5 separate regions of the Mus musculus genome follow, and all the other regions are linked to region 1. The links are chromatin contacts, called in public Hi-C, promoter capture Hi-C and targeted proximity ligation maps. All regions are on one chromosome and are shown on one strand. The core of a region is the stretch at or near the end of the contact, and the rest is flanking DNA. Distances in the headings are between cores, read along the strand shown.

The links. Promoter capture Hi-C pulls out the DNA fragments that hold promoters and counts their contacts. Hi-C and Micro-C count contacts between places; a contact is called where the count stands out from the background.
Region 2: a contact with region 1 is called in a Hi-C map of B cells, with 5 read pairs. A contact is called at or near these places in 2 of 484 Hi-C or Micro-C datasets (B cells and the G1E-ER4 cell line).
Region 3: a promoter capture Hi-C map of embryonic stem cells shows a contact between it and region 1, with 10 times the contacts expected there. A contact is called at or near these places in 1 of 39 promoter capture datasets (embryonic stem cells) and 3 of 484 Hi-C or Micro-C datasets (all in embryonic stem cells).
Region 4: a contact with region 1 is called in a targeted proximity ligation map of astrocytes, with 6 times the contacts expected there. A contact is called at or near these places in 3 of 39 promoter capture datasets (liver and pre-B cells) and 1 of 130 datasets of targeted methods (astrocytes).
Region 5: a promoter capture Hi-C map of liver shows a contact between it and region 1, with 2.7 times the contacts expected there. A contact is called at or near these places in 4 of 39 promoter capture datasets (the 3T3-L1 cell line, the C10 cell line, liver and 1 more).

Annotation. Positions count from the first base shown.
Region 1 is chr19:26,603,791-26,608,105 of GRCm38.p6, forward strand. It overlaps Smarca2 (SWI/SNF related, matrix associated, actin dependent regulator of chromatin, subfamily a, member 2), which reads left to right and starts at 1,370. Exons shown (of 33, transcript NM_011416.2): 1 at 1,370-1,443. Gm52395 (a long non-coding RNA gene) reads right to left here and starts at 2,720. Exons shown (of 7, transcript XR_003952911.1): 1 at 2,361-2,720; 2 at 1,459-2,259.
Region 2 is chr19:24,278,046-24,282,552 of GRCm38.p6, forward strand. It overlaps Fxn (frataxin), which reads right to left and starts at 2,545. Exons shown (of 5, transcript NM_008044.3): 1 at 2,362-2,545. The coding sequence starts at 2,520.
Region 3 is chr19:28,676,351-28,680,360 of GRCm38.p6, forward strand. It overlaps D930032P07Rik (RIKEN cDNA D930032P07 gene), which reads left to right and starts at 1,874. Exons shown (of 5, transcript NR_045330.1): 1 at 1,874-1,955. Glis3 (GLIS family zinc finger 3) reads right to left here and starts at 3,727. Exons shown (of 11, transcript NM_175459.6): 1 at 3,246-3,727.
Region 4 is chr19:28,962,327-28,966,686 of GRCm38.p6, forward strand. It overlaps Plpp6 (phospholipid phosphatase 6), which reads left to right and starts at 1,594. Exons shown (of 1, transcript NM_028922.3): 1 at 1,594-4,360. The coding sequence starts at 1,675. The coding sequence ends at 2,553. 4430402I18Rik (RIKEN cDNA 4430402I18 gene) reads right to left here. Exons shown (of 14, transcript NM_001374140.1): 3 at 1,210-1,347.
Region 5 is chr19:24,474,798-24,479,287 of GRCm38.p6, forward strand. Fam122a (family with sequence similarity 122, member A) reads right to left here and starts at 2,677. Exons shown (of 1, transcript NM_026520.3): 1 at 982-2,677. The coding sequence starts at 2,559. The coding sequence ends at 1,705. All of the region lies in intron 1 of Pip5k1b (phosphatidylinositol-4-phosphate 5-kinase, type 1 beta), which reads right to left.

The sequences.
Region 1 (4,315 bases), core at 120-2,619:
TAGATCATACTTTTTCATAACATGACCACATAGGAGCAGTTTTAATTTTAAGAGTCAAGCACCTACATTAATCTGAGTCTAATATAATAGGCCTCTGATTTAAAATCTCCTAACATTCTTTCACACTTCATAAAACTAAAAATAAAACCGCCTCACCAAATAGTGACCTAGGGTCCGGCAGACATACTGTATTTCAAGGAAAACTGAAACACTAGCTCTCCAAACCACTACGTGCAGGCAAATTGCAGTTTGTAGCCTTAATTGGTCTTAAATGTGGGGTGGAAGAGAGAGGAGACTTCGGTCTGTAGAGATTGAGATTTATTTCCCTTTTTAAATCAAAAGCAGATCCCATGGTTCAGCTGCCCCCTGACTCTCCCGCCCTACCCTCGCGGGTCGTTCTCTCCTCCCACATTTTTATGTATATTTTATTCGAAGACGACAGGTGAGGGGAGGTGAAAGTGCTTCGTGCCTTTCCGAAGTAAACAGAGGGGTTAGGAGGGTTTATCTGGGTTTATTTATTTACTAGGCGGCCGGCCTCTCAGCTGTTTCTCTTCTCTGGCATTTGGAAGCTTGCAGTCCTTTAGGGATGAGACAGATTTGGCAAGCTCGCTCTTTGTGCCGCCTCCCTTTTCACTGGGGGCTGGGGATGGGTGGGAAGAACGCAAATTTATGACAGCCTTGAGAGAAACGGGGAGGAGGCGGGGGTCGAAAAAGTTTCAGCTCGTATGATAATGCCCATTCCCTCCCACCCCCGCGGCCAACACTGCCACAAACAGCTTTGGTGCCACCCGGAGCCCTGCCCCCGCCGTCCCCTCCCTTTCTCTCTGCAGGCTCGAGCTGGCAGGCGCAGGCACACTTAAATTCCAGCACGGTCTCCACATTCCCCAGAACTACTACGCTCGATTACTACGGCTGCCCTCCCCTTCGCTTCGGGGGGTTCCCCCAGTCTCCTCGGAGAAGCTCGGAAGGCTACTGCCAGCTAAAGGATGTGCGGCTCCCGAGTCCAGCAGGGCTGCGGGCTGGTTGCTTGTCCTGCGCAGTTTCTCTGCTCCAGGCACAAACACGGCGGAGAGCCGGCGCCTCGCAGACACACACAGATCCACGCATACAGTAGAGCTGTCTAGATCCACATTCTTGCACACCGCCCCCTGCTCCCCCCGCGCGCTCCCGGAGTCGCTGAGCAGGGCGAGTGACAGGAGCGTCCCACCAACCCGCGCCGGGCCGGGCAGGGAGGAGCGGCTCGCGGGGCCAACTGCGGCGCGTCTTCCGGCGCCCGTGGAGGCGGCGAGGGTGGGACGCGGGGCGGAGCCCGAGTTTAGGAAGAGGAGGGGACGGCTGTCATCAATGAAGTCATATTCATAATCTAGTCCTCGCTCCCTCTGTTTCTGTACTCTGGGTGACTCAGAGAGGGAAGATTCAGCCAGCACACTGCTCGCGAGCAAGGTAAATATAACTTACAACTCCTTTCTCTTCTCTCCACGGCTCCGGCCTTACAGCAGCCGCAGCGGCCGCCGAACCCCTTGGGCACCGCGCCGCCTTCGCCCCGGATTATGCATCCTTATCCTAATCATTATTTATTGTGCATGCTGGAAGACCAAAACAAACAGGCGGGCCAACCGCTACAACAACAAAAAAGCCCGCCTCTTCCCCGCGGGCCTCAGGTGGAATGCTCTAACCACAGCTCCCGGGTGGCGATAAAAGAAACAAAGTTTCAACCGAACCTCGCCGTTCTAATAATAACAGTAATAATTACTACTTCGAGGGGGCAAGGAGAAGAAATCCCAACATGTCACAGCCTTGACCCTGGGCAGGTTGACAGTGATGCGCTGCCAACTCAGGGTTGCAACACACTCTCCGCCAGGTTGCATCCCCCCCCCCCTCCTATCCCCTAAAAAGCAGAGGTGGGGAGGGCTAGTGGCAAGAGGAGAGGGGGATTTGGGAACTCCGGGCCGGGGGGCGGAGGGGTTGGGAGGCGGGGGACTGGAAACGCGACAGTTCACCCCGAGCCATCCTCCCCGTTAGAGTTGGAAGGGAACAGGAAAGGAGGGAAGGAGGGTGAGGAGCCCGGGCTGGCGGCAGGGCGCCAACCAACACGGCTGCTATTCGCCTCCCGGGGACTTGTTTAAAGGGCTCCGGCTGCGGGGACGAGAGCAGATCTTGGCGGTAGTAGTCTGGGATGGCGCACTGAGCGGGCGGCGGCCACTACCACAGGGTTGGTGCCTTGGGGCTCCGAGGTGTCACCTCCACTCCCGGGGTTCCCTAGGGCAGGGAAGGGAATGTTGATTGGTGACAGGCCTTTAGGTGAAAGGGTTGGCCCCGGGGGCTATGGCCGTGGCGCCGCGGACCCTCTTGTCTGGTACCTAGAGGCAGCGCGGGCTAGGATGTTGAAGTTCGGGGTGTCCAGCCCGGGTCTCATTACAGAGGGTGGAAGGAAGCCCCAAGGAAAGAGGTCCGAGGTGTCCACTAGGCTCTGTTAGCCTCCCCTCCCCTCTCTGGGTTTGTTTTCTTTTGCTTGGTGTCTTTCCTTGGCAAGCGCCGAGGAAGCTGCAGACGCGGGGCGCCTGGGATGGTCTGAGTGTCAGGGGCGCACAGGGACCCGGGAGAGCCACGGCGGCTGAGGGCTGGGGAGGCCATGATCCGGATAATCCTCTCTGCCTGACTGTCACAACAGGACCCGCACGCACCCGGGCAGCGGCCGCGGCGTTCGCCCGGGAAGGGGAAGGGCTGCAGTGGGGAGGAAACAGGGGGTGGCGAAGGAGGGAGGCGGGGAGAGCCGGTGGGAGCCTCCTCCTAGCGATGACACTCACCCCTTCCTTCTTGCTCCCTGCTTTCGAGTTTGCTTTATTCCCATCCCAACATAGTTCACCCCTTCCCTTGCCTCCTCCTCCTCCCCCATCGCTGGGCTGCCTCCCCTCCCATTGGCGTTGCAAAACAGGGCCACGCCATCTGCATAGGTGTCGCGATGTACTTCCCCAAATCACCGGTCCAGCGCGCCAGCCCCTGGGCGCCCTCCAGCCACCAAGCGCACACCAGCACAGTGCCCCCCGGTGCCCCGCACCAGGCCGCGCAGCCTGGACGCAGTGACACCGCTCCGGGCGGGGCGCAGCGCTGAGGACTCTAGGGGACACCCGCGCTCCGGCCCGGGCGCTCACGCTGGTTTCCGGTACCTGCAGGAGATCGCCGGGTGCGGGTGTCTGCATTCACCCCTGCGGCCTGGATTACATTATTATTTTTTTATACCGGTTGCTATTCGCTGCGGATAGTGGTGAGCGCCGGGCTGGTAGGGCTGCCTGGGGGATGGGGGCGGAGGGAAGTTGGACACCAATCAACCCGGAAAAAAAAAGTTTGGCAGTGCTGCAAGTCGGATGGAGGGGCTGGAGGGGGCGGCGGGCTGGCGTGAGTGTGCAGTGCGCTAGGGACCAGTGAGTGGCGAGCTGCGCGGGCTGCGTCTCTAGCCGGAGCACTCCCGGGAGCCGGACGCAGAGCCGGCTGGGTCTGGCGGCGGGAGGCGGTGGCGGTGCGTGCGGCGGCGAGGGCGAGTGCGTGGCGCGCGCGAGCGGCGGAGAATCAGGAAGTCACCGCGGCGAAGCGCACAGACGTGTTTGATCGCCGTGACATGACGCGCGCGAGGGAGGAAGAGGAGGTGGCGGGGGCCGGGCCGCGGGCGCCGGCCTAAGCCGCGCTGTGCACACCGCTCCCTCGCAGCCCCGGGCGGCGCCAGCTCGAGAGCCCTGGCCGTTCAGCGTCGCCCAGGTAAGGAGCCGGCTCCTCCCGCTGTCGCCGCCGCCGCCCGCTGAGCTTTCTAGGTCTTTCTCTGCCGACCCCCCTCCCATCTTTGGCTCGCCTTCCGTGCAAAGTCAGGCAGGCAATCGATTGCAGGGAAAACTTTCCAGCGGGAGGCACTGCGCGGGGGAGATGGAGGCCTCGCGGGTGGCTGGCGTGGTCAGTTCTTTCTGCTCCAGGTCCGGAGAGAGTGAGTCGCTGTGCCCTGCGGCTGTTGCACGTTCAAACTTCGGGCCTAAATGTGCTTCCAACTCTCGCAGGATTTACTCCACGAAGAAAATAAACACCCCAAGCGGTCCACTCTCTCGCGGGGGCCCTTGGGGGTGTTTAAAGCGAAGGAGGATGGTGTAGGAGGGGAGAGAGCGAGGGCGTAGTGCAGAATCATTCCTCATTCAGTGTCTGCACCGGGTGTTATGTAATTTTAGTGGCACATGGGTGCGAAGCCCACACTGGGCTTCTCCCTCCTTTGTTTATATAACTTTTGGGGAGTTTTGCCAGGCTGTCTCCATTATCCCCTCCTCCCCGGTGCAGT
Region 2 (4,507 bases), core at 1,295-3,794, 2.3 Mb before region 1:
CGCACCAGCTGCCATGTGCTCGAGAGTCGTCTCTCTCTGCTTGGCACTGCTCTGTCTTTAGCTGAATGGACTCACAGAATCCTTTTCTCCCTCATGGAGTTATGAGGGAAGAACTTCATCGTGATCATCTTTTTTTTAAAAAAAATAATTATCTTGTATTTTGTGTGTGTGTGCCTGAGTATATGGATATACACAGCATGTATGTGGGTGACCTTGGAGGGAGAAGAGGGCAGCCGATCTCAGATCTCCAAGAACTGGAGTGATAGAAGGTTGGGCGCTGCCTTGTGCCAGGAATCAAACCCAGATCCTCTCTAAGAATAGCAAGTGTTCTTAAATGCTGAGCCATCTCTCTATCCCCTACTCCATCATCATCCGCTGGAGGGGGTAGCCCTATAGAGTTGCAGTGCTCACTTACTTGTTCCTAGGGGGCACAGGTTGGGTCCCTATAAGTCTCAGGGTCATAACTATCAAATGGCCAATGCGTATGCATAATTCTGTTTGTGCATGTCTGTCTAAAGACACTTTATTTATTATATATTATTGGTTTGTCAGCTTTGAACTTGAAGCAAGAACACTTATAACTCATGCTGAAGTGAGGTGTTTCTTTTTTTCTTTCTTTCTTTCTTTCTTTCTTTCTTTTTTTTTTTTTTTTTTTTCTCGAGACAAGGTTTCTCTGTGTAGCCCTGGCTGTCCTGGAACTCACTCTGTAGACCAGGCTGGCCTCGAACTCAGAAATCCGCCTGCCTCTGCCTCCCAAGTACTGGGATTAAAGGCCTGTGCCACCACTGCCCACCTGAGTGAGGTGTTTCTTTCATACATTTTCTTTGCAAGCCATTCCACAATCTTACTATGTTTACTGTGGCTCTAGGCTTGGGGACCACTTTCAAACGACAAAGTCTCCCACAGGTACATCGACGCAAACAGGCATTTCGCTGAAGAGACTGAATATCTGCTCACTCCGTGACAGCGGAATCAAGCCTTGTTGGACAACGGCCGGGAGGGGACACCTTCCATGAGCCTTGCGCTTTTGGCCAGTCTGCCGCTTTCAAAGTGACTGTAGGAGCATCAGGGTAGACAACTGGGGACCGTAAACGATATTGAGCCACTGAGAACAGACTCTGAGCATAAAGATGGACCGACTGTATTTGCATTGTACAGGCGAGGAAACGGAGATGCCAAAGACAAAGTTGCTCAGGCTCTCAGAGATGCAGAAATCCAAAGTGCACAGCTGCAACTGGAGCCCAGCTGTCAGGCGCCAGGCAAGGGAAGAACAGGGCAGTAAACATCCAAGAAAGTGTTTGAGGAAGCATGGGTTACAGGTTCGGCCCTTCAAACCCTAGCCGTCTCTCTCTCTGACCAGTCCACTTTTGTTTGTTTTGTTTTTAAACTTTCTTTTTCAGTGTTATAGAAAGAACCCAAGAACTCTTGAACGCTAAGTGACCATGTCACTGCTGAGCTACAAAGCTAGCCCTATTTTTATTATTGTTTTTTATTTTAATGACAGGACCTCAAGAATCCTAAGCTGGGTTTAAACCTGTAGACATTATTATCCCACAGCCTACTCCACCTTTGTCCATAGCTCTCCCCTTCCTAGAATGCTCCCCAGACCCGTTCTTTGGCATCTATCACGGCCCTCTCCGGAAAGCCTTCCTTCACCCTACTGCTGTCTTTTCAAGCCACGGAGTAACAGATTCTGTTCTTTGCATCTACTAAGAACCGAGACTTATCTGAAGTGCTAAGGCCTTTGCGAATACAGTTTAATTCTCCCGCCAAAATCGCAAAATGGGTGTTACCCTTTAATCTCCTCGGAACAGAAAGCCAAGCCCTGCCCCCAGACAGTTAGGGTCTCCCCAAGGTCACAGGGCTCTCCAGCGCCGCGCAGTCAGAACGTGGAACCAAGATCCCCTCATTTTCCAAAAGCTGGACTCTAGGGCTCTGCTGCTACACCTGTGATCCCAGCAGAGAGGAGGCAGGAGGATCACAGGATTGAAGCCACTTTGGGGTACTCAGCCAATCCTAGGCTAGCCAGGGATACAGAGTGAGGCAAACAAGCAACAAAAAGCCCTGCTCAGAGCAACTCCACAACCCCATTAGTCTCACGCCCTGAAAAAGGCAACTTCGGAGTGCACACAATAATAAACACGCCCTGCTGCACACGCTATACATCCTGTGTTAATTACGGAAACTCGTCTTTTCCCATCCCCACCGCCAAGGTCCGAAGCCCGCGCAAACACCGCGCGCGCCCTGCACCCAAACGCGCGCGCAACCAGAGCGACTCGGCGCGTGCGCGCTGCGCGTCCCCGGCATAGGGGCGGGCGCGGCCTGCGCTCCGGTGTGCGGCCCGGCGAAGCGCGTACTCACGGCGTGGCGGGTGGCGCCGGCGTTGACTGTGACATGTAGGCCTCGGCGGCCGCAGGTTACGATCGGTTCCCTCCAGCGCGGGTTCCCGACCCAGGCGGAGGCCCGGGACGCCGTCCGGGGCAGCAAGCCCACGGCTGCGCGACCTCCGAACGCCCACATGCTACTCCAGCTCCGCGGCCGCTCCGCCCCGCGCGAGGACTCGGTGGTGCCACCTGGTGGCCGTGCCCCCCCCCCGCCCCCCCCCGCCCCCCCCCCCCCCCGAGCGCCGCGGCTGGGCTCCTGCGCGCAGGTCCAGCACTACAGCCCTGTGCAGACCTTTAACCAGAACCCAGAACCTGCTCTGCGCCAAACTCGCAACGTATCCCTTGGGCAGCACTAGTGTGTAAACACTGACCCCTGCAAGTTTATTCGCTGACAACAATTTTACAGAGTGGTAGTGGGTGATTCTGAAGATACGCTGGTGATCAAAATAGCTTTGCTTAAAAAACAAAACAAAACTAGTTCTAACAGCTAGCTTCAACTGCCCGATCATCTCAAATTCCGCATCTCTTAGGCAATAGAAGTACCAGGCAGCATGAATGGAGGAGGGGCTTCCGTAGCCCCAGGCTCAGCCGAGGAACTATTGGTTGCTGATGGCTATAGGATGAGGGAGGGTGAGTTTTCTTCTGGGATATGGCCTCTGATTGGCTGTCCTAGCTCCATGGGGATGGTCCTACACTGTATACACTGTTAGGGCTAAGTGGAGTCGGTTTAAAAAAAAAAAAATTCAGAGCGGTGGTAGTGTACACCTTTAATCCCAGCACCCGAGAGGCAGAGTCAGGTATATGGAGTTCGAGGCCAGCTTGAGCTACATAGTGAGTTTCAGAACAGCCGGAGCTACATAGTGAGACCTAGTCAAAATAAATAAGTAAATAAACAAATAAACACATAAATAAATAAAAATTTAAAAAGGAACATAAAATTGGGAGGAGGGGTGGGGTGGTTCGGTAGGAGTTGGGAGTGGCAGGTGAGTTTGATCGAAAACACATTGTATACATGTATGGGATTCTGAAACAACAGTAGGAATAAGGAAGTGCCCGGCTGAAGTACCCGAATGCTTCTTGGATGAGGAGTAGTCAGGACTGGTGATTGGTTCTCCTCATAGCTGTTTTTTTTTTTTTCCCCCCCAGCAGCCCCAACAGGTTCCTCACACTCCTGGTAGTTCTCCTGGCTTTTATGTCAGTGTGAGAAGGAGTCTGTGCATTGTCTCGGGTTGCCATTATGACACTGGAGAACTCTGAGCTTCAAGAGTTAAGAGACAGTGTCAGAGGAGTCTTTTGCCTCCAGGGTCTCAAGAAGGATTGAATGACAGCAGCGGTCAGCAGCAAAGCGTTTAAGAACATCCTCCATGTACCACCTGACTTGGGATACTATTGCTTCTGATTTCCCACAAAAAGCCACAAAGGAAAGGGGAAGTTTGTAGTGACTGCTAATGCAACCCTCCCCCTCTCTCTTTCTCTCTCTCCTTCCTTCCTCTCCTTCTCCCTCTCTGACCTGTAGCTAATTTTCAGATATGGAATTGGAAGCCCTGACATATTAAGTGACTCCCCCCTGATTGAAGGGGAGTTAGAACCCTGGCTTCCTGATTTCTGGTCCGAGGGCTCTTACACCCTCTGTCTTAGAAAAGGAGTTTTTCTTAGTTTCAATATCACAGCTCTAACTGGCTCTCTGGGATCATGTGCCCATCCATGGAAGCCAATAGTCTGCAAAACAGTGAGGGCTACGCTACCGGTCAGCATCATGGTCCATTCTGTGCTGCTGTAATGTACTGCCTGAGGCTGGTTAGATTATAAAGAACAGAAATGGATCCTCTGGAGAGGAAGAGAAGAATGCTGTTCCTCACACAACAGAAAGGCCTCCAACAAGCCCTGTGTATAGCAAGGGTTGAGCCCTCATGACCCAGACCCATCCAAAGGCAACATCTTCCAATACTGGTGTGTGTGTGTGTGTGTGTGTGTGTGTGTGTGTGTGTGTGTGTTAAGGGTCTCAAGAAGAATTCATGGAGTTGACAAAAGCATTCAAACCACAGAAGCCAGTACCAGGGAGGGGCACGTTCTGGTGAAGAGGCATGGAAAGTTCCAGTGATAGCTATTCCGGTCGGAAGTGA
Region 3 (4,010 bases), core at 624-3,123, 2.1 Mb after region 1:
CTCCTTGAATAAAATTGTATTTTCGTTACAAAGACTACCTATGTGTCTTTTTTTCTTTTACTTCAGTCCTGATTGAGTTTATCAACCAGCCAAACATTAAAGAGTTAAGCCTGTATTGGCACCTTATTTATACTATAACTTCCTTCCTCTATAGAGAAATAATTGCAGAAAACACAGGAAATGGCTTCTCCACAAAGGGTAAGAGTAGGTTCTGGCTCCTTTCCCAGGATCAGCAACTTCAGAACAACTCTTGCCATCTTGGAGAATTACAAACTAACATTCCAACTCCGGTGATCAATAACTATGATGCCAATATAGACAGAATGCCCTCAGGCCTACTTTACTAGTAGTAAAGGCAACGGGGGACGCGTTTCGGGGAGGAGAGCTAGTGAGAGAGAACACTGGCAGTCCTCCAAAATCAAATGATCCTGAATGCCACATGAAGAAAGGCAGAACTTTTACAAAGCATCACTTCCAGCCATTCAACTGTCCCCAGTCGGGATTTTTTTTTTTTTTTTTTTTGGGTCAGGCAAAAAATCCACCCCACTAGGTATACTCCAGAGTCCATCCAAGGAGAGTCACTTTCCAAACGGGACAACTCCAGGTATCCAAACTCTGCTAACCGGAAGAACTTTGGTAGAATCGCCAATGAAACTGGTGGAAACATTGGATGGACCAACGATGGCGTGAAGAAAAGCCACTCTACCTGAACTGACCTCAAGGGAAGCAAGGAGACAGGGAATCCACCCAGAGCACACAGAAGTAATTACTCACTCTGAAGGAGGCCTGAGTCCTGACAGGAAAGAAAAGACACGAACTAAGTAGCAATAAGAATGGGAAGAAAGCCTCCTTCAGTTCAAGGGGGAGGGGCTGGAGCTCCTCTAAATGAACACTGTAGCAGATCCTAGTAAAGGCCTTAAATGTCAGCAGTTCTCACTAGAGAAGGGGGGGGGGTGCCCTCTCACACAGTTCTCTCTCTATAGATCATTTCCAGGGACAGCCTTCATTGTTTTTCTGCAAACTTTTGCAGGCTGCACCTGCTTTGTGTAGCCTCACAGGAAACCAAAGAGAAAAAGGAGGAGTAAGAATTTTTAAACTAACCCAAATTCATTTTTACAATGAATCAAAATTCCTAACGTAGTCTAAAAATTGAAGTCCAACGGGCACGGAGACATTTAGGGAACCGGGCCTGGCTACTTCCCAATGAAGAAATCGTGACTCATCAAAGCTTCAGAACGGACACAAGAGAGTTTGCATTTGTCTGGAGTTCACCTTCGGGCCAAGAAATGCTCTCCACTGTGAGCCTCAGTGTTTTTTCTAGATGCTTAAGTTTGGCAGGGGTTCTTTCTCTGGGTCCCATAACCCAGAGAACTGGTCCACTGGGGGGAGCTGTATAAACTTCTCTTTCCTCACCAACTCTAGGGCCACCTGAGACCACTACCCCCAATTCAAGAGATGTTGAAGTCCTAAAGCTCTAAGGAATTGGAAAGGTGTCCTCTCCAATTGCAATTGCTGGAGTGCAGTCCCTGCGGGCACTGCTCTGGAGAATTCCGGAAGTGATCCCCTACACTCTATCCCATGGGACCTAGCGGATGTCAAGGAAGACAAGCCAGGAAGGGAGGTACACAGAGCAGAGGAACCAGGAGTGGCTAGGGGTGCGGGGTCAAGATGTGCGGCCCGGGACAGTGGGTGAACACCCCTCCTGGGGTCCTCAGCACCCTCCCACACACGGCACACCCACACACCTTTGCCCCGCGGGGGGTCTTGGGTCCTAGCCTCAGGGATCTCCGGAGGTGAGCGAGGGGCGGGTCCGGAGGTGAAGTGGAGCCTTCCCGGTGCTCTGGGCAACCAGACCGCCCCCGCTCTCCCCCCTCCCCCTCCCGCGGCGCGAGCGAGAGAACGCAACAAAACAAAACAAACTCGTGCCGGCTTCCTGTTGTGCAACCACTTTCTGAGTAAGTAAGGGGCTGAAAGGCCGCCAGTTAGGAAGCCGGGCTGCGGGGGACCCTGCTGGCCAAAGCACCCGGAGCCGCACTGGGGTACATAGGGCCCTGCACTGTGACCCTGTCCGGACCACGGGGCGACTACCCTCCCTGCCCCCACGAGTGTCGTTTTGCTATTGCCTCCCAAACACACTACCAGATCTAAGGGCGCGACCTCGACGAACCTTTTTGCCAAAAAAAGAAAAAAAAAAAGGAAACCTCCAAAAGTTTCCTCCAGGTACCTACTTGAATCATCCATAGTAGGATGACAAATCCGCCCTGGTCAAGGTTTTCAGACACTTGGGTGAGTTTCTCGTCCCCCGGGTGACTTGTCAGCTCTAGTGAGTAACTTGGAACTGTTGCTTGGGGCAAGGTGTGTGTCTAGGAGAGCCAACAGCTCACTCACGCTTTCCAGAAAGTGATCCCGACCGACTTCAAAATAGACACAGGGTCATTTATAGGGACCGGAGCCTTGAAGCGGGACTCGAGACAGACATTTCCCAAACAGTGCTGACATTTTGTCCCCGGCCCATAAAAATGTAAACGCGAGGTGACAAACCCGGCGGGGAGTGCTAGGTGTCTGAATGTGTCTGCGATTTCGTGGCGTGGGAGGTTACAGTTGAAAACTTGGCGGCTGCGGGTCGATGCACCGCTCCTAACTAGTAGCTGTGCCCCCAAACCCGAGGACCTCACTGAACAATGGGGACACCAACTTGGATGAGACGGAGAAGTGAAAAACAGCCTTCGTGGCGCCCCATAAACACGTGGAAGCCGAAAAGACAACTACAACCCCGACTGTGAGCTAAAGACCTCAAAGTCCCATCACTCCCCACTTTGCCAAAGTTTCCCTAAGTAGGACCCCGGTGCTCGCCCTGTATCTGGCCCTGATTGTGTAACCTTCTGGTACCTGTATTTTCAGTTAAAAGGCACGGAGACTCTCCCTCATAAACGAAACTTCCACACCTTGTTGGTTTCCTTTCTGTCTACACCCCGCGCTCTTAGGTAACTGACAGCCAGTTTGATGGCTAAATGAGTATTGCCATCAGCCTCGGTAAGGTGTGCCTAGGTCTCTAGAAGCCCTGTGAGTCTGGGGGAGTTGGTGTGCTCCTGTCCTCAAACCCGTGCGAATGCCACCAAGCCGGCATGCAGAAACTCTTTCTAATCCCGAGTTTGCGTCCCCAGGCTTGACCGCCCCCACACTCTCTAGCGCCTTCTCTCTCTGTCCCTCGCCTGCAGAACAAAGTTCCTATGGCATCCACTTACCAGGTAACCGGATTTCCACAACAAAGCTAGGCGAGCGAGTCCCTTCTCCCGGCCAGCCCGCTCGTGACAACACTAGCGATGCGTGGGTGGAGGCTGAGCCCCCTCAGCGCTCCACGCCGGCTCTGCCTCCTTCGGAAAGGAAAACTCGCATCCAAGCCCGTGGCCGGAGCGCGGAACTACGGCCGGAGGGCCGTGTGTGTGCCCGCGCGAGGCTGCGACGGCGGCGGCCCTGGGAGGAGGAGGCAGGGCAGCGGGCCGACTCTCCGCATCAGCTCCCTGTCCGCGCTACGCACAGGCACACTCCAGTCATGTCTTTACAAAGTTGAGAGGCGACTTCATGCCTGGCCCGGGGTGCTCATCCTCGCTCGGGGCCGAGGGCGACGCCTGGAGGGGCCGGGCTCGGGATGCTGGCTGCCTGAGCTGGGTCGCGGCTAGAGAGCGCCGGTGCGAGCCTGGACCCGGGCCCGCCGCGGCCCCGAGGTGCGCGGACCCTGGCGCCGGTGCCCTTGCGCGCCGCGCTCTGGGCTGCCCCGGCGGCGCAGTAGGGACGCGGCTGCAGGGAGAGAGGGGAAAGGGGGAAGAGGGCGGGAGGGAGGCTGCCAGGCGAGGAGTGTGGATGTGTGTGCGGCCGCGAGGGCCGGCCCGCAGCCAGCTGCTTCCTGAGTGTGAGCGCCGGAGGGGGCGGGGAGGGATGGGGGCGGGCTCCTGGTCACCAGGCCAGCCAGTGTCTCCCTCTTGACGTTCGCGCACACACGCTCCTTCCCA
Region 4 (4,360 bases), core at 344-2,843, 2.4 Mb after region 1:
CATGGTATGTTTGACTAGAAACCTCAGGCTTTCCCACCCAGCAGGAGAAGCATCTAAATTGTGAATCTCAGGCATTCTCTTTTTTAAAAACAGAGGTGGTCAGATTAAGTTAAGTTCCCAAGGTATTGATGGATGTATCATGCCCTGTTAGAATAATTTCATATCTATGCACCTCTTACAATTCTATCTTAGAAGTCTGGTACAGGGCCAGCAACTGGTGAGTGGGGAAAGTGGTGGGGGTCATTTTCAGCACCTACTTCACACCATGTCTATCACCCACATATGGCCAGTAGGACCATCTGGGTTCTGACTATTTCCCAAGATAATATCCAATCACTTTTACCCAACCAGTTTCACGGACGTTTTTCCAATGAACAGGCTGCAGTTTTTAAAAACGCATCTTTTCTCTCATCCTTGGATTACAAGAAATAGGTAGGTTTCTGGAAAACATCTTCCAGACTTTAGGATCGATATGTACAATCTTCCCTCCACCCCAAAAGTCCACCTTAGGGGACCCTGGGCAAAACCACTAGGTTTACTAAAGATTACTCCAATTTCAACTCCAAAGCTAAAACCAGAACCTTAGGGTGTTGTTGGTGATTGCAGAGTATTGAATAGTCAGCAGCATACTGCAGTGGGAAGCCCTGGCCGGTGATTTTTACAATTTTTAAAATCACAATTGCACTCATTGGAATGGAATCTAGCCCTTACTACTATTGTTATATAACACGCACATGACTTAAGGAAACTCAGAAAATATGAACAGCTTTCTTGTTTAGTTACAGGCTTTCAATTACCAGGTACAGCTGATTTGGTTATAGTTTTAAGTTATTTTCCCAAGCTTAAGAAAGTTTTTCTTAAGATCTGCAGTTTATTAATAGCCCCTTTCATAAATGCAATGCAACTGTCTCTAACACCTCCAAGAACATTCAGAAACGCTCTCTGCTCCAGTTAGAAAATGCCATGGGAGTTCCAAGAATAGAAAGCATCCACCAGGGTATTTAGCACTCAATTGACAGAACTTGGCTCAGGCCTGCATTGCAAAAAGCAAGACTTCCAAACTATGGTTTTTGCCTCAAGGCCGCTTGTACTTTTTACACTGTGTTAAAAAAGGGGGGGGGGGGCGGGGAATAAATGTACAAAACCACTATTCTTTATGACCATTAAACTGGTTTCAGACAGCAAAACCCACTGAGAAGTCAAAATCACCTTTACAAATCTCATGCTCTGTTGAATCACAACAGGGAACACAGGGGGAAAGCAGTCTGTCTCCAGGTACTGATTCAGAAGGTAGACTCCAAGGTACACAGCTTCCTTGTCCGGCAGGAACACTCCGGGGCAAGAAATCTTAAAAAGAAGAGGAGGGCAATCAAGGGATTGGTTTTTTTTGTTTTTTGTTTTTTTTTTTTTTTTTTGTGCAGAGGGGCTGTTTATCCTAACCTCCCACAGCTCTGAAATGACGCCATCACTGCGTCCTTCACCTGCACTTCCCACCTCTCCTCAAGCTGGTACTCCCGGTTCCCTCCCACGTCTCCGCCAGGTGTCACAATCGTGCTCTGCGGCTCGGCTCCTCGGCCCGCCCTCCGGGATGGCAGTGCGGAAGCGGAAGAGGCTGACGGGCTGGGAAGCCTGTCTCCGGTCTGCCCGGGTCCCCGGGACCGGCCTCCCTCCGCGATGCCGAGCCCCCGGAGGACCATCGAGGGACGGCCGCTGGGCTCCTCGGGCGGAAGCAGCGTCCCGGGCAGCCCGGCCCACGGCGGTGGCAGCGGCGGCGGCAGGTTCGAGTTCCAATCGCTGCTGAACTGCCGCGCGGGCGCGGACCCCGCCTGCGCTCGGCTGCGCGCGTCCGACAGCCCGGTGCACCGGCGCGGCTCCTTCCCGCTGGCCGCCTCGGGCCCCGCACAAGCAGCCCCGGCCCCGCCGCCGGAGGACGCCCGCATGAACTTGAACCCGTCCTTCCTGGGCATCGCCCTGCGCTCCCTGCTGGCCATCGACCTGTGGCTGTCCAAGAAGCTGGGGGTGTGTGCTGGGGAGAGCTCGGCCTGGGGCAGCGTGCGGCCCCTGATGAAGCTGCTGGAGATCTCAGGGCATGGCATCCCCTGGCTGCTGGGCACCCTCTACTGCCTGCTTAGGAGCGACAGCTGGGCCGGGCGCGAAGTGCTGATGAACCTGCTCTTCGCCCTGCTGTTGGACCTGCTGCTGGTAGCTGTGATTAAAGGGCTGGTCCGCAGGCGCCGACCCGCGCACAATCAAAAGGACATGTTTTTCACCCTCTCGGTGGACAGGTACTCCTTTCCCTCGGGCCACGCCACGAGGGCCGCCCTGGTGTCGCGGTTTATCCTAAACCACCTGGTACTGGCCATTCCACTGAGGGTGCTGGTGGTCCTGTGGGCCTTCGTCTTGGGTCTCTCTAGGGTCATGCTCGGGCGGCACAACGTCACTGATGTGGCTTTTGGCTTTTTTCTGGGCTACATGCAGTACAGCATTGTGGATTATTGCTGGCTGTCACCCCACAATGTTCCAGTTCTTTTTGTACTGTGGAATCAACAGTGACACCATCTCATTGATTATTGACACCTTGAGGTCTGAAGGATTCCACACTCGAGGATGCTGACCTAAGCCAGAGCCATCTAGTTGCCCCTCTGGGCAACTTTGGGAATTCTGGGATCCCACTGTCTTGACAGGTTCCTAGACCGGAGCGCATGCTGGCTATTACTGAACACGGCCATACTTGAGAAACAAAGTCTACTGTGTATTTGACAGCTATTTATCACCAAGACAACTGTAAAGAAATCAAGCTGGCTGACTGTATGATTGCTATTTACTTAAAGTTGACAACGTTAATGAGTAATTCCCCTCACCCCCCAAAAAAACAATGTTATTACTTGTAAATTAAAATTTAAGAGCCATTAGCTAGATAAACCATGTGCTATTCCCACCCTTTACCTGCAGTAAATTTTAAACAATAATTTTAAAGTTCAAAACAGATTTTTTTTCTCCAATTTAACTCTCTGAATATGTTGCCATAATTGGAGCTTTTTCCTTCTTCTGATTCCTTTAAGCTCTCCCACCCTTGTGGACTTGGTAGTTAAGAGGTTCCACAGAGTATTTTCCTTTCTGCTCCCAGTACCTCTCAAACGATCTTTAGATAGTTAACTTCTACTACTATTTAACGTTATCTTTTAGCACTCATAGAACAAACCAAGATATGGAAGAAGACATATTCAAAAGGTGGGCTTGTCTAAGGTTCCCACAGAAATGTAAGTATGAGCCTACTGTTTTGTTTCCTAGTCCCATGGACAAGTAGCATACCAGGGGGCAAGAAGCTGAGCTGCTGGGGAGAGTCAGGGGAACTAAGAGCTTAGAAGGAGGCAGACCGGGAAGTAGGCCATGGCCAGGGGCAGGAAATGAAGCCCTGCTGTCGGTCACCTCTACTAAATCAAGCAAATGGTCCTCTATTAAGTAAAAAGTAGAAGAGCAATGTGGTTCTTTTCAGTGTGCCTGCATAGCGTTCCTGTGTGTACCCCAAGGATAACTGTATGCTATCCTTTCCCTATCGGTCCCACTGTGCTGTGTTCAGCACATTTTAGGTAACAGGACACAACTTGAAACTTTTCAGGAGAGCCTATTGCCCTACGTGAGCATTAGGTAAAACTCTTAAATTTCTGTTTACATTGAAAGCTGTTCATTCATGGCGCCCCCCCCCCCCCAATCATAAGACCAAAGATGACCAAATAATATGGTAGACTCTGATTACAGTCTGACCTAGAAAGACCAAAGAGGGGTATGCTCATGACATCTGTAAATGCTGCTGTGTCTGGAAAGAAAGTCTTTAAATCACTGGTGAAAGTGGCATCATCAGATAATCTCAATGGCCACTTGTTCTGGCATTTATAAATAGAAAGGACTGTGAGCTGTGGGCTATGGTCTAATGTTCAAAGATATGGGTGGACAGGACTGTGGAAGATGGACATGATAAACCAGTTCTCAGTAGGAGGAAGTAGGACCTTCGAGAGTGGGAGTCTGGTACACCCATTGGAACAAGTCCTTCGATAAATAAAACAGTTATCACATTCCCACAACAACCTAAACACAGACTACCTCTCCCCTCATCAGATCAGCTAAGCTGTGAGGTTCTAAGAGGTCTAGGTGTGTTTAAATTTCTGAAGATCATTTTTCATTATAACATTCAGGCCAGACACTTGAAAGTGACTGTTTGTTCTTATAGTGTCCCCAAGTCTGCTAATTAAGGGCCCACTTCTACTTTCTAGTCGCACTTCTGAAATTCCATATTTTGTTTGCTGGGGCCTGAGTTTGCTGGCTTTTAAAATATAGATCAGATCAATTTACCCGACTTCAT
Region 5 (4,490 bases), core at 1,427-3,926, 2.1 Mb before region 1:
TCCACATCATTATTAAAGTCTGTAGGTGGCAACTTTAAAAAGTTAAGTTGGAATTTTTGTCAGGTCTTTCTCAAAGTATTGTTTTGAACCTTTTTCTTTTGGTCTGTTATTCATTCAATCTGTCTTACCTTTCTAGGACAGATGAAGTATTGTAAAGAAGTATAGTATAAAAAGCATTTGTTGTTTATCTTAATTGTAAAAGAAAAAGCAGCCCATACTTCTACCTGTAAGAAAACCTAAGTGCCGGGGTGGTGGTGGCTCACGCCTTTAATCCCAGCACTTGGGAGGTAGAGGCAGGTGGATTTCTGAGTCCGAGGCCAGCCTGGTCTACAGAATGATTTCCAGGACAGCCAGGGCTATACAGAGAAACCCTGTCTCGGAAACTTCCCCACCCCCACCCCCTGGCAAAAAAAAAAAGAGAGAAAACCTAAGTGATGATTTATGGATGTGACTGTCCACTGATCATCATCGGTCTTTAATTAACTGACATTTCCAATGCTGTTAATATAACTCCAACTACAGAGATGTATCACGCTGTTAGAAACCCAAGTCAGAGGTACCTTTATCTAGCCACGCCCTAGCTTGGTGGGAAATGGGAAGTACCTGTTGGCAAGGAAACAACTGCTTCCTTCCTGAGCAAGGGAAAAAGATGAAGGTGACAGATGGGCAGAGCAAAAAAAGCAGCCACGAGCTGCTCTGGCTTCTCATTGGCAAGAATTTTAAGAATGGAGACGTGACTGGATAGCTTCAAGTCTATCAAGGATTGAGAGAGTATCGTCTGTCTGGGTATTCTCCAACACTCAACGGTGCTTCTCACACATTTACATTTCACAAGTGTTAAATCTGAGATGGCAGCAAGAGCCTTGCCTTCACCTGTCTCCATGTGAGCTAAGACTACAAGGCACCGTCCCCCTGCTTGTTTAGGACTATACCCAAAAGAATGCACTTTCTGGTTAAAAATGTTTTCACAAAGAAACTTGTCATTTCTGTACTTGTATTAGTGTGATTTACCAGAGTTACTATGAAAAGTGTTAGAAAATGTCCGTAAATATTTACTTTATATACTGAATTTTAAAACATTTGCTGCAAGTGCTATTTCTCCTTTTGTCGTTTTTCCCTCCCATCCACCTTTCTGCCTAGGACATTAAATACCAAGGGCTCCTGGGTAAACTAGACAACCAATGGACTGATATGACTAACATTCTTTTTAAAGCTGTAAGTAGGTAAATTCTTCAGTAGATGTAAAATAGCAACCATTGAAAACACCAAAAATTAGTGTGCCATGAACTATGGAATTTTAAAACATCAGTTTACTAAACTGAAATTCAACATTTATATTTTCATCAGAACTTAATAATCCCATAAATAAATAGAGCTCTCAATTATTTAAAAAATCAAGGGATAACATATGTATTTAGACATATTAGCAGCGTAAAATGTATGCTTCAACACACTTATTGATAAAAAGTCCGAAAATATTACTACACTGAATTCAAGGGCATCCCCAGGAACCTGACATAGAAATTCTCTAGAATAACATTTCAGGAATTTCCAAAAAGAGGGAAGAGTCAAATAGGAAACGGCTTTAACGTAATCGACAAAGTTCAGTGCTTGCTCTAACTTGATTTTTTTCTTTCTTTTTTTTTTTGTTTGTTTTTGTTTTTTTGTCTCTCCATTGGGGGAGGGGGATTCAAGATGAGTGAGTCACTTTGAGGAAAGTTCATCTACTGGAATAAAGGGGGAGGCTGCTTGGGCGGGCGACACAGGAGAGTCGGTGGTAGTGCTGACTTTCGCTGGTGAGTTACAGGAAGATCCGGCACTGCTGCTGTTTCCATCCAGGGTATCGGAAGATACGCACACACCGGGGTCTGACAGCTGTGCAACGTCAGAAGACAGCATGTTGGTGATGCCCTGGAAAAATCTCTTTGGCTGATAATCAGTTTCCATTTCACATTTTCTTTTCAATGGTCCAAGAACACTTGGTCTAATGCAGTTGATGGGACTCTGGCTTCTCCGGGTGGTAAATCGGGTGGTTGGGCTGGGAATGGGACTTGGAGGCAGTCCGTTGCTACTCACAAAACTTTGCAAGGACGGTGAGAAACACTGCTTCCCAATTCCCCGGGTCGGGGACGGTGCCGGAGACACCGGAATGAAATCGATGCGCTTCGGGGAGGCGGATTTCTCCACGTCGTTGTCACTCAGGCTGAAACTTTCCTCCCAGGAGTGGCTTATCTGCATTGCGGTCTGCACCTCGCGCTCGTGAACGGTCTCTCGGTTGATCAGGTCCATGCCCTCCTCCTGTTTGATCTGGTGCAGGCGGCTGCTGTGCATTCGGACCGGCGAGGCCGGGAGCAGCAGGCCGTGGCGGCTCGGGAACGTCGTGCTGTTCCGTCTGGCGCTGGGCGCCTCGGCCTGGAACACCGGCGACGAGTCGCTGAGGCCGTGGATCAGGGGGGCGCTGTTAGACCTCCGCAGGCCCCCGCCGCCAGGGCCGCCGCCCTCCGCCGGGCTCGCGCCCGCGGGCAACTCCAGGTCCAGCTCCATCTTCTCCTGAGCCATGGCGCGGCCGGGAGGCGGGGGCGGTGCTCAGTCAGGGCCCTGGGACTCCCATTCCCCGCGGCCCAAGGCCGCCGCCGCCGCCGCCGCCTTCGAGAATCTGTCAGCGGGTTCGCGCCTCTGCGCAGGCGTGCCCCTTCGCGCAGGCGCCCTGGCACGCCCGTTCTCGCGGCGCCAGCTTAGTGCGTCATGGCTGCGGCGCCGCGGCGGGGGCAGGGGGCGAGCAGTGGTTGGGCGACTCCAGTGTTCGTTTCTTCCGCAAATAGTCACTGGGCGCGGGCTCGCGGGAAGGCAGGTTACGGAGGCCGGGGCATTGAGAAGTGTATGTGCTTATGAAGCAAGTGTGAGCTCAGAAAGATAGGCCCTTGGTGATGTGGGGCTTCATGATTGAGCTTGGCCCGGCCTGGTGGGCTTCCCAGAGGGAAGTCTGAAGGAGGCCACGGCGGCGCTTTGTAAAACTGGACTGGAAGCAGGGAGCCACTGCTACCCAGCTAGGTGACAGACAGGAACCAGGAGGACAGGGTTGTTAGCCTGATGGTGGACAAGAGCAAGTTCTGGGCTTTTTTTGAGAACAATGAACTCCCGGGCGTTCTCAAGGAAGCATATTAGGGTACAGGAGCAGCCTTTGGCTGAGGTCTGAGGAAGAAGACATGGGATTAGAACCTACAGGGAAAAGGCCAAAGAGGAGGTTGATTTACACTAGGACAGAATCGGGGAGGGCCAAGAGAGAATAGTAGACTTAAGGCGGTTGGGAGGAAGAAGCTTTGTGACATCTTTTTTAAAAAAGTTGTCATATTTCTGCCGTTAACCGTGCACATACTAATGTTCACTTGGTGTGGGAATCCAATGAAAGAAAAAAAAAAGACACATTCATAGATCAACAGATTTTTAGCTTATGTAATTAATACAAAACTTTGTATCTCATTAACAGGGAAGTTGTATGTGTTCATTTATTCAGTCAAGTCTCCTATTCGGGCATACCTACTTACTATGTACCAGGTACTGTGCTAGGAAATGGACTTGTGTGAGGACATTCAGTTTCTACTGGGTGGGAGTGGGGGATGAGAAAATAGGGGACTTTTGGTGGTATGGCTGGAGGTAGAAGTGGGACGGTGTGGTCAAGCACTACCTATATATAGCCCTTGAGGGGCAGTTGGGCAGAGTTCAGTTGTAAATGACAAATCCTGTGGACTGTGGGAGGTGGGGGCAGGGCCGAGTGTTCCAACCAATGCGAAGGGCCAACATACCCACCCGTCTGGGGAAGAACAAGGAAAGAAAAATCAAGAAGGAGACAGGTGACCTGAGAGGTCAACGGACTGAGCGCCCAGTCCTATGATTATAAGTCCCTGAGCAGTATTAGGCAGGGGAATAATAGGCTTGGGCTTTATCTGTTATGGTTTGAGATGGAGTCTCACTAAGTCATTGCTCAGGCTAATCTCAAACTTCTGGGCTCTAGTGATTCACCTCACTCCCAAAGGAAGTAGGGCTAAGGGCATATCGTGCCACACTCAGCATGGTTTTTGCTTTAAACACCATGGAATGAGCTGAAAGGGGGCCAGAGGCAAGAGTGGAGGCCAGAAGATAGAGTAGAAAGCTGCTACAGAGAGCAGAATACTGGGGTAGGGTTGTAACAGTAGGGAATGGGGAGAAGGGGATCCACTGATGTCATCTGGGATGAGATTTGCCAATAGGTTAAATTTCGGTGTTCAAAGAAATAGGGAGGCGGGGAGGAGATAAGGGATTTTTGGAGGGGAAGCTAAGAAAGGGGATAACATTTGAAATGTAAATAAAACATCTAATTAAAAAACAAAAAAAGAAATAGGTAATTTAGATGGTAATGTCAAATGAATAGGAAAGGTACATGGGGTGGAGGTTGAGTTTTCAGTTTTGGTAGGCTTGAGGAGTTATATATACAAATCTGGCCACTTTGAGCT